2 separate regions of the Oryctolagus cuniculus genome follow, and region 2 is linked to region 1. Evidence: chromatin contacts called from public Micro-C data. All regions are on one chromosome and are shown on one strand. The core of a region is the stretch at or near the end of the contact, and the rest is flanking DNA. Distances in the headings are between cores, read along the strand shown. Region 1 holds the start of SDR39U1 (short chain dehydrogenase/reductase family 39U member 1). Region 2 holds the start of TINF2 (TERF1 interacting nuclear factor 2).

Region 1 (4,227 bases), core at 655-3,154:
TAGTAAGCTGTTGGTGGAATAGCACTAGTTTGTCCTGGGTGCCCTGGCTCCCCTTGGTCTCGCCCTCTTTGGCCCTTAGATCTCCCCATGGGAGGACAGAGCCGTGGCCATGTCCCCCTGCGCTTCCCCATGACCTGACCTGTTTCTGTCCTGGGGGGATTCTTACTTGCTTTTGGTTGCAGAGCTAAGCTGAAAGCTGCTAGGGTGTAAGAGTTAGAACCTTGGGGATGCGGTACTGCCTCGGTTTAGTCTCAGCTCCACCATTTAGTAACTGTGACTTTAAGCAAGATACTTAATCTCTCTGTATGGAATTTTTTTTTTTTTTTGGCATTTTAAAAATGGGAATAATAGTAACTACCTCATAGGGATGTTGTGAGGAATAAAAGATGCAATACATATAACACACTAAGAATAGTGGCTGGTATGTAAGTTACAATTGTTTGCAATGGTTTGGTCCCAAATGTGACACACAACAATCAAGAACTGTTTCTAAAAATACTGGTGTGAGAAGCAAGGGATGTGAGATTCGGGGGGCTTTTCCCTGGCACTGGGAGCGGTGCCACCACTCCTTCCTCTGACGGTCTCCATTTCGCATTGCAAGTACACATGATACGCATCAAAGGTGGAGCAAGTTTCTGTGCCTGCAGACAGCTGGCGAAGGGCCGGAGCTGCCTCTCAGTCTGCAGGCCCCTTCCTGCCAACATAAGGGGGTGGTGTTTGGGGGCATACCTACACCTGTGACTAAGACCCAGGCCTGGGGGCGCTGTGGGGCCTCGCTGATGGCTTTAGCCAGTATCTTCGTGGTCTCCAGGCGGCTGCTGAGAACCTCTTCCTGGAAGGCTTCGTTCCACCTGCAGGAGAAACAAGGGAGATGAAAAGCTACTGAATACCAGTACATGCACAGAGCCCAACCCGTCTTCCTCGGGCCGCCGCAGACCCATTACTAGTGAAAGCCTGCGCTGTGGCTTAAGAGCAAGGGTCTGCGTCCCGTAGAGGAAAAGGCCTATCTGTGCTGGGCACGCTGGGTTACATGTAGGCCTATCTGTGCTGGGCACGCTGGGTTACATGTGGGGACCCAAGTCAACCGGCCCGTTGGGAGCAGGTGCAGGGGGGCGTGGGGGCGTGGGGGTGAGGGATCTGGCTACATCCACAGCTCACGGGTTCTTCTCAGAGTCGGCCCCTTCTCCCCCTTTGCTCTGAAGGACATCTGCTTCAGCGCCTGCGCTGACCTTCGGAGAGGGTTGAGGATGTTCGCTCCGGCCAGGTTGACCACGGCGTCGCAGCTGGGCAGCCCCGACTGGGCGAGCGCATCCTGTCGGGGAAAGCACACAGTGCCCCCGGCCCCGCCCCGCCGACCTCGGCCCGCCGCCCCGGCTCCCAGGGCACCGACATACCCAGGTGATCCGGCCGGGACCCCGCTGTCGGGAGACCAGCGTCACTTCGTGGCCCCGGGCTCTTAGCAGCTGGAATAGGGCTGTCCCGATGAAGCCCGTCCCGCCACCTGATCGGAAAATGCGAACAGTGTACTCTCCGCCCCGCTGGTGGCCCCGACCTCGGGCGCCAGCCAACTGGACCGTTCCCTTCCTCCCCTCGCCCTCCCCGCGGGGCCCGGCTGGCAGAGGTCATGGGGCCGAGGGGAGATTCGGCTCCTCGGGCCAGGGGGCAAAGGTCGGATTGCCAGAGCGCGAGACATTGCTCTGTCGGCAACGACCCCGAGCCCCCGATCTCTGGCTAAACTTGCTGCCCGCCCCCCTCAGCTCTCCCTCACCCACGAGCACTCGCATAGCGACCTCGACCTAGTGCGCCTGCGCAAGGTTTAAAGCGTACGGGGTTTGTCTCTCTGACGGCGGCCAAGACAGCTTTGCGCATGCGTATTTCGGGGAGCGCGGTCCATTTAAGCGGACCTCTCGAGATTGGGCGTGGCTCTTCCCGGTGACCCGGAAGAACTTCTAAAGATAAGTTGTGTCTGTCATTGGAAGGTGAGGGTGGCACTGTGGCGGACGCGGCGGGATAATTAGACCGTGGACGGGGATAGGGGAAAGCTGCTGAAGAGGGAAGATTCTGGTGCAAGGCGGGGAAAGAAAAACAAAAACCACACATGAAACCACAAACCAAAAAGCTCCAACACAATCCTTGCCTTAAAACCCGCCGCTTTCTATACTGCAGGATTCTGGAAGACCTTTCTGTTTAATGGGTCAGTAACCCCAGCAACTCAGTTCTCCGATACTGTGAATTTCCTTCTAGGGAGCCTGTTTTATCTGCTCTTTAGCTCCGGTCCTTCCTGTCGGCATTTAGAGGCCAGAGTTGTTCTAACCTTGAAATAACTCCTCCAGTCCTCCGAGCTCCAGCTAATGTTCTCTTTCTCTTTACTTTCATAGCTACATGTCTTATTTATTTTTGAAAGGCAAAGGTACAGAGAGAAGGGGAGAGGGAGAGACAGGAAATTTCCATCCACGAGTTCACTCCTCAAATGGCCAAAGGCTGGGGCGGGAGCCGGGAGCCAGGAGCCGGAAGCTTCTTCCAGGTCTATCTACGAGGGTGCAGGGGCCCAAGGACTTGGGCCATCTTCTGCTGCTTTCCCAGGCCATAGCGGAGAGCTGGATAGGAAGTGGAGCAGCCAGGACTTCGACAACACTGCAGGCAGAGGCTTAACTTTCTGTGCCACAGTGCTGACGTCAGGTAAATGTCATTAAAAAAATTAAGTTTCTATTTTCTACTTACTGGTTCACCCCCTTACCACCTCCACCCCATTCTCCCCACCCCCAATTTCTTTTTTTTTTTTTTTTTTTTTTTTGACAGGCAGAGTGGACAGTGAGAGAGAGAGACAGAGAGAAAGGTCTTCCTTTGCCATTGGTTCACCCTCCAATGGCCGGCGCGGCCGGCGCGCTGCGGCCGGCGCACCGCGCTGATCCGATGGCAGGAGCCAGGAGCCAGGTGCTTTCCCTGGTCTCCCATGGGGTGCAGGGCCCAAGCACCTGGGCCATCCTCCACTGCACTCCCTGGCCACAGCAGAGGGCTGGCCTGGAAGAGGGGCAACCGGGACAGAATCCGGCGCCCCGACCGGGACTAGAACCTGGTGTGCCGGCGCCGCTAGGCGGAGGATTAGCTTAGTGAGCCGCGGCGCCGGCCCCCACCCCCAATTTCTGATACCCCCTCCCGCCAAGAGCAAACATCATATCTGATGCCTAGTTTTAAGTCGTTTTTCTTGACTTCTCATATCACCAGGTACTTGCTGCCTGTTGACTCGGGTTGGAAATGCTCATCTCTTGGTTTCAGTGAAAGTCTCATACTCTTCCGGGTCTTCCTCTTAGCTTTTTCTCAGTCTGTTGCTTGTTGGGCCTCTAAGTTCTTTTCAAGAAATTTTTATTTATTTATTTATTTTATTTTGTTAGAGATCTATGTAAAGAGATGCCCCATTCCATGGTTCACTCCCTGGATGCCTGCAGCAGCCAGGGCTGGACTGGGCCAGGCCAAAGCCAGGAGGCAGGAACTCAATGTCAGGTTTCCCCCTGTGGGTGGCAGGGACCCAAGTGCTTGAGTCATCACCTGCTGCTTCCCAGGGTGTGCATTAGCAGGAAGACTTGAACCAGACACTCTTCTGTGGGGTGCAGGTGCCCCAAGCAGCGTCTTAACTGCTGACCGTACACCTTTACCTCTAGGTTTTTAAAATGCTGGTATTTCTGAGAGCTTCTTTTCTTCCCACACTGCACTTTGCCCCAGTTATCTGTGTTTTGAATTTAGTTAACAGTGTTTTACAGAAGATTTCCCAAATCTACGCGGCAACTCAGAATTCTCCGAGCTCCTAACTCCTGTAAAAACGTCCTACTATTTATCATTTTTGGGGGGTCTGAAATCCTGTTTATTTTACTTATTAAATATCTCTCAGATCCACCTATTTATTTTTTTCTCAGCATCCTCATCCTCATTCAGATGTTCTGAAGTTCCTGTAATAGTAGAATCTCCTTAATTTTTTGTGTTTTTCCTCTCTAAACTGTTCTACATGTTGAACCTCAGTTATCTTACAAAAACACATGGGAGGAACACTGCAGTAGTATATTATATCCTAAAATGCCCAGTGCAAAATTCCTGGATAAGCTGGATATACATGAACACATTTCCATTTAAATGCATTGTGGAGTTAGCCAGACAACTAAAGGAAGTCTCCAGAGACCAAAAACTAAAGTGCGCCTTAGAATTGTTGCTATGACAAAGATTCTCTGCTTGGCC
Region 2 (4,284 bases), core at 1,684-4,183, 200 kb before region 1:
CTCCCTCTCATCCAGACGATGTTCTAATAAATGCAAAGTTTAATGATCAAGCAGGACACAGTATTTTTTAGCAATGTAGTTGGGTTACCTGAACCCAGGCTTCTACTTCATTCCCACTAAGTGGCTTGCAGGCCTGAGGAGGCAGCAAATGGACAGAGTACAGAGACCATCTCAGTGCTATCATGGGTCTGGAGCTGTCTACGCATCAGGGGGAGGGGCAGGCATGGCGCTGGGGCCAGAAGAGGGGAAGTATTCACAGAAGGTGGGGATCAAAGTGTCAAACTTTGTCTTCTGATAGTGTTCCAGAGACTCCTGTAGAGAAGCGGGGTGGGGAGGTCCCTAAGCCCTCTACATTCCGGAGCATGTGAGTCTGTCTGGTTCTGCCAACCCCCTTCCCCAGCTGTCTGCTGCCTACTCACCTGTCTGTCTTTCTGGCTGTTTTCTTCCTCATCGGAGTCCAAAACCAAGTCCCCTATGGTAATGACGGAGCTGCACACAGATGGAGGACACACTGCAGGAAGGAAAGCATTACCAATCAGACTACTGGTGAACACGCACTTCAAGGTTCCCAAGAACTGCCCAGTCCGGTCCTGAGTCAGAATCCCTACCTGGCTTCCTGGCCCTAGGTGGTGATAACGCTAGTCTCAGGGGGTCTCTGTAGCAGTCCAGGCAATTCCTGAAGTGGGAACAAGCAAAGAGGACAGGGTGAAGGGGAAGCAGGCTAAGAATGTGCTCCTCAGAGGAAGAAGCATCTCTGTTCCACTCACTCCTTTTGCTCTGAGCCAGGGACATCGTCTGGGTTCTCCTTCAGAGACCTTTTCCCCAGTGTGTGGGAAGGACTCTTAGACTTCCCATTGGAAGCTGTTCCTGAGCCCGTGGCACCTGCTGGATCTTCTGTGAGTACCCCACATTCTTCCCTGTTTCCAGGCTTGGATCCGACCTGGGTTGCTGAGCCCAGGTTCCTAAATGGAAACAGCATGACGGTGGGGCGCTCCTTATGGCCTCCCTTGGCAGATGCCCATCGGGACTGGATTCTTCGCCGCCCTAGAGGGGCCAGATTGAAATGATGGCCCGCTAAAGGTTCTGGATGCTTCCTAGATGCTGGTCCTTGAGGAAGGCATGGACCAGGCTTGGCTTTTGGCAGAGGAGTGTGGAGTGCTGCAGGTCTTGGTTGCTGAGGAGGGTTCTGCTCCACGGGCTCTGTCAGGTTCAGTGAGTCGACAGAACACTCTGGAAGAGAAAATGAGACTCCTTGCGAAGAGAACGGTAACAATAAGTCTGGTTTCTTGTGCTTTAGGCCAGGGGTGGGGGACTTCTGGCCCATGGGCTGTATAAGGTCCACAGAGTCACTCAGTCTGGCATTGCCAAGGCATCTGCAGTTAGGACTCAGGGTTCAGTATATCTGTAGCAGACTAATTTTTAAGTTGATCATTTTGTATGGCCTGGAATGATGTTATAAATATTTAAATGGCCTTGGAAAAAATACGGTGTCCCACCCCTGCTTTAGGCCCATGTTTTAATCCCCTGATAATCCCTACACCCCAAACTCCTAGCTCCCTCAGATGGCCCTTGTACCTGAAAGTGTCCACCCCATGTCCTCACTGTATTGGCGCAAGGCAAGACAGGAGGTGACAGAAATTCCAGGCTGCAGCCAATTCAGTATATTCTGAAGCTGTGGGCAGGGGGAGAGAGAGATGCAGATGATGATGACCATTGGTGACACCACCTCCCCACCCTCTGCCCTGGAGCATCTGCCCCGACAACACCTGCTGCGCCTGCAGTGGAGGCAGTGCCTTTTCCAGCTGACACAAGTACTCAAAAAACAGCTTTTCCATGGCCACCAGAAAGGGTTCCCCATACTCCTGTGCAAGTTCCTGCAGAGGGGAAGGCAGCAGGTCAGAGGCGGCTTACAGCGGCCTAACAGCCTCCAAAGCAGCCAGTCTCACCTGCAGCTTGGAGGCCAAATCCCCCCGGGCCTCCGACAGTTGCTTCACCTGCTGGCAAAAAGTTTCCTGCGCCTCCAAAATCTTCCTCAAATCTTGCTTTGTCTGTTGGGGAATGAAGCCAAGTTAGAGGCCTCAGGGCCCGGGGGCTGGAAGGGGGGGCAGCTCTTGTCGCACCAAGTGTACCCGGAACTGGGGCTTGTCCCGGCTGCTACTCACAGCTTTGGGGTCCCTCACTACAGGTCCGGACTCTGGGAAGTGGTCGTTCAGGGCGTTCAGGACCTGCTCCCACGGCCGGCCCTGCAGGATCAGCTCCACCACCACCTGCACAATACTCAACTTAGACTCCCCGTTTGGGGGCGAGCTACCCTTGCCAACAGGTCTCACCCCCAAGCTGTCGTGTCAGGACCTTGCATCCCCACCCTTTCTCCTATTCTCTTTCCAGGTCCTATTCGCTCCAATACCTTAGCTTTTAGGCCTATACACAGACGCGCATGGTGCAGGTAGCGAACCAAACCCGGGGCGGCCGCGCGCAGGGTCCGAAGAAACTCCAGTACTCGCGGAAAATGCTCTACGCGGCGTCCGCGCACAACTTGCCAGCTGGCTGCCGCAGCGAAGCGCAGAGTGCCGGGGCCGGCTCCCAGAGGCGTGTCCATGGCCGCGGGTCTCCGCCCTGGGGCGGGCCCTTCGGGTTCCTTCCACCGAGGCCAGGCCGCCCGGTCCCTCCTAAGGGCGGGGTTTCCGGCGGCCCTCCGTGCTTCGCCGTGTCCGGATGCTTGGCGGGGCGACTCAGCGCTCTTGTCTGGGCCGCCGGGGTGCTGAGGACCCACTCCCAGCCCGGGCTACAGCCCGAATGCAGGAGCAGGCCGTCTCCCGCGGCACCAAGCCGCTCAGCTTTAAACGCCACAGTTGCCTCGAACCTGAGGGTACCTCACTTCCGGCTCTGGGACTGGTTGCCCTTCCTGGAAAAGGGCAACAAGAGAGGACCAATGGGCAGCCAGGCAGAGGGAAATGTGACCGTGCGTCACAAGGCCACGCCCCCGCAGATCCGGCGCCTCTCGGGCTCTACGCGCGGCCTGCGGTCGCAGCTGTTTTCCTTCTGAGGCGGCTCATCCTGGGCCCTTCTGGCCTCTACGCTGCTTGCCAGGGCCAAAAAACAGTCCTTTGGCTTCTCTGAGGCTCGGCTTCCTGGCCCGTGAAGTGGGGGTCGTGTCACGTCCTTCCATCAGCTTCGCCCGTTTTGAAATACGTAGGGTTCCTGTCTGCGAAGCCTTCTCCAGCGAGCTCTCGCTTCCAGTCAGAATTCCACAGCCCCTCTTACCAGAGGAGGGCGCTCGCTTTTTAGAAATAAAAGTTTAAAAAGAGGCATCCGTTTGCTAGCTTGGCTTTCTCGGGATGGTAGAATTATAATTTCTTGTGGTGTTTCTGTTTTTGTTTTTTTTTGTGTGTTTTTGTGATGTCTTTTTTGTATCCTGTAACTAAAATAAATTCAAAAAGTAGATAGACTTCCGGTCCCCGTCTCTCTCTCTCTCTCTCTTTTTTTTTTTTTTTTTTTTGACAGGCAGAGTGGACAGTGAGAGAGAGAGACAGAGAGAAAGGCCTTCCTTTACCGTTGGTTCACCCGCCAATGGCCCCTGCGGCCGGCGCACCGCACTGATCCGAAGGCAGGACCCAGGTACTTATCCTGGTCTCCCATGCAGGTGCAGGGCCCAAGCACTTGGGCCATCCTCCACTGCACTCCCGGGCCACAGCAGAGAGCTGGCCTGGAAGAGGGGCAACCGGGACAGAATCCGGCGCCCCAACCAGGACTAGAACCCGGTGTGCCGGCGCCGCAAGGTGGAGGATTAGCCTAGTGAGCCGTGGCGCGGGTCTTTTCCATATTTCTGTTGTACGATTAGCTGAAGCCAGCCCCCTAATGTGGTTGACTTTTGTTTGTCTGCTGATTGTCTTGCCTTGTCCCTCTTATTTCCATCACGAAGCCCAGAACTTGGCACATGGGGCGCACTCTTTAGCCGTTGACCGGGTCAGTTGCCTGCCTTGGCTACCTTGTAGGGATGTAGTGACACTGCCATTTCCTCGGGCCATCTCTTCCATTGCCAGACAATGGTCTCCACCCCAAGGCAGTCTTGAGCTGATTCACCTTCAACTGCAAATTGGGACACCTAGTCCCAAAGTACCCCAAGTTACACATGTGTAAAACTCTAGTTATCTTCCATTTTTCCTTCATTTATTTCTTCCCTGACAGTCTTCCTTTAAAAAAATTATTTATTTGAAAGACAGAGTGCCAGAGAGAGGGAGAAACAGAGAGACACAGAGAGAGGTCTTCCATCTGCTGATTCAC

Evidence for each region. Hi-C and Micro-C count contacts between places; a contact is called where the count stands out from the background.
Region 2: a Micro-C map of ear pinna shows a contact between it and region 1, with 5 times the contacts expected there. The contact joins the promoter of TINF2 here to the promoter of SDR39U1 in region 1. A contact is called at or near these places in 2 of 6 Hi-C or Micro-C datasets (ear pinna and an unstated tissue).

What each region holds. Positions count from the first base shown.
Region 1 is chr12:50,759,578-50,763,804 of mOryCun1.1, reverse strand. SDR39U1 (short chain dehydrogenase/reductase family 39U member 1) reads right to left here and starts at 1,904. Exons shown (of 6, transcript XM_070053814.1): 1 at 1,828-1,904; 2 at 1,395-1,501; 3 at 1,230-1,312; 4 at 730-851; 5 at 1-7. The coding sequence starts at 1,894. It overlaps KHNYN (KH and NYN domain containing), which reads left to right. Exons shown (of 8, transcript XM_070053813.1): 8 at 1-405.
Region 2 is chr12:50,964,462-50,968,745 of mOryCun1.1, reverse strand. TINF2 (TERF1 interacting nuclear factor 2) reads right to left here and starts at 2,933. Exons shown (of 9, transcript XM_008269435.4): 1 at 2,408-2,933; 2 at 2,163-2,267; 3 at 1,947-2,048; 4 at 1,767-1,874; 5 at 1,576-1,672; 6 at 768-1,230; 7 at 609-676; 8 at 420-511. The coding sequence starts at 2,599. GMPR2 (guanosine monophosphate reductase 2) reads left to right here. Exons shown (of 10, transcript XM_008269436.4): 10 at 1-50.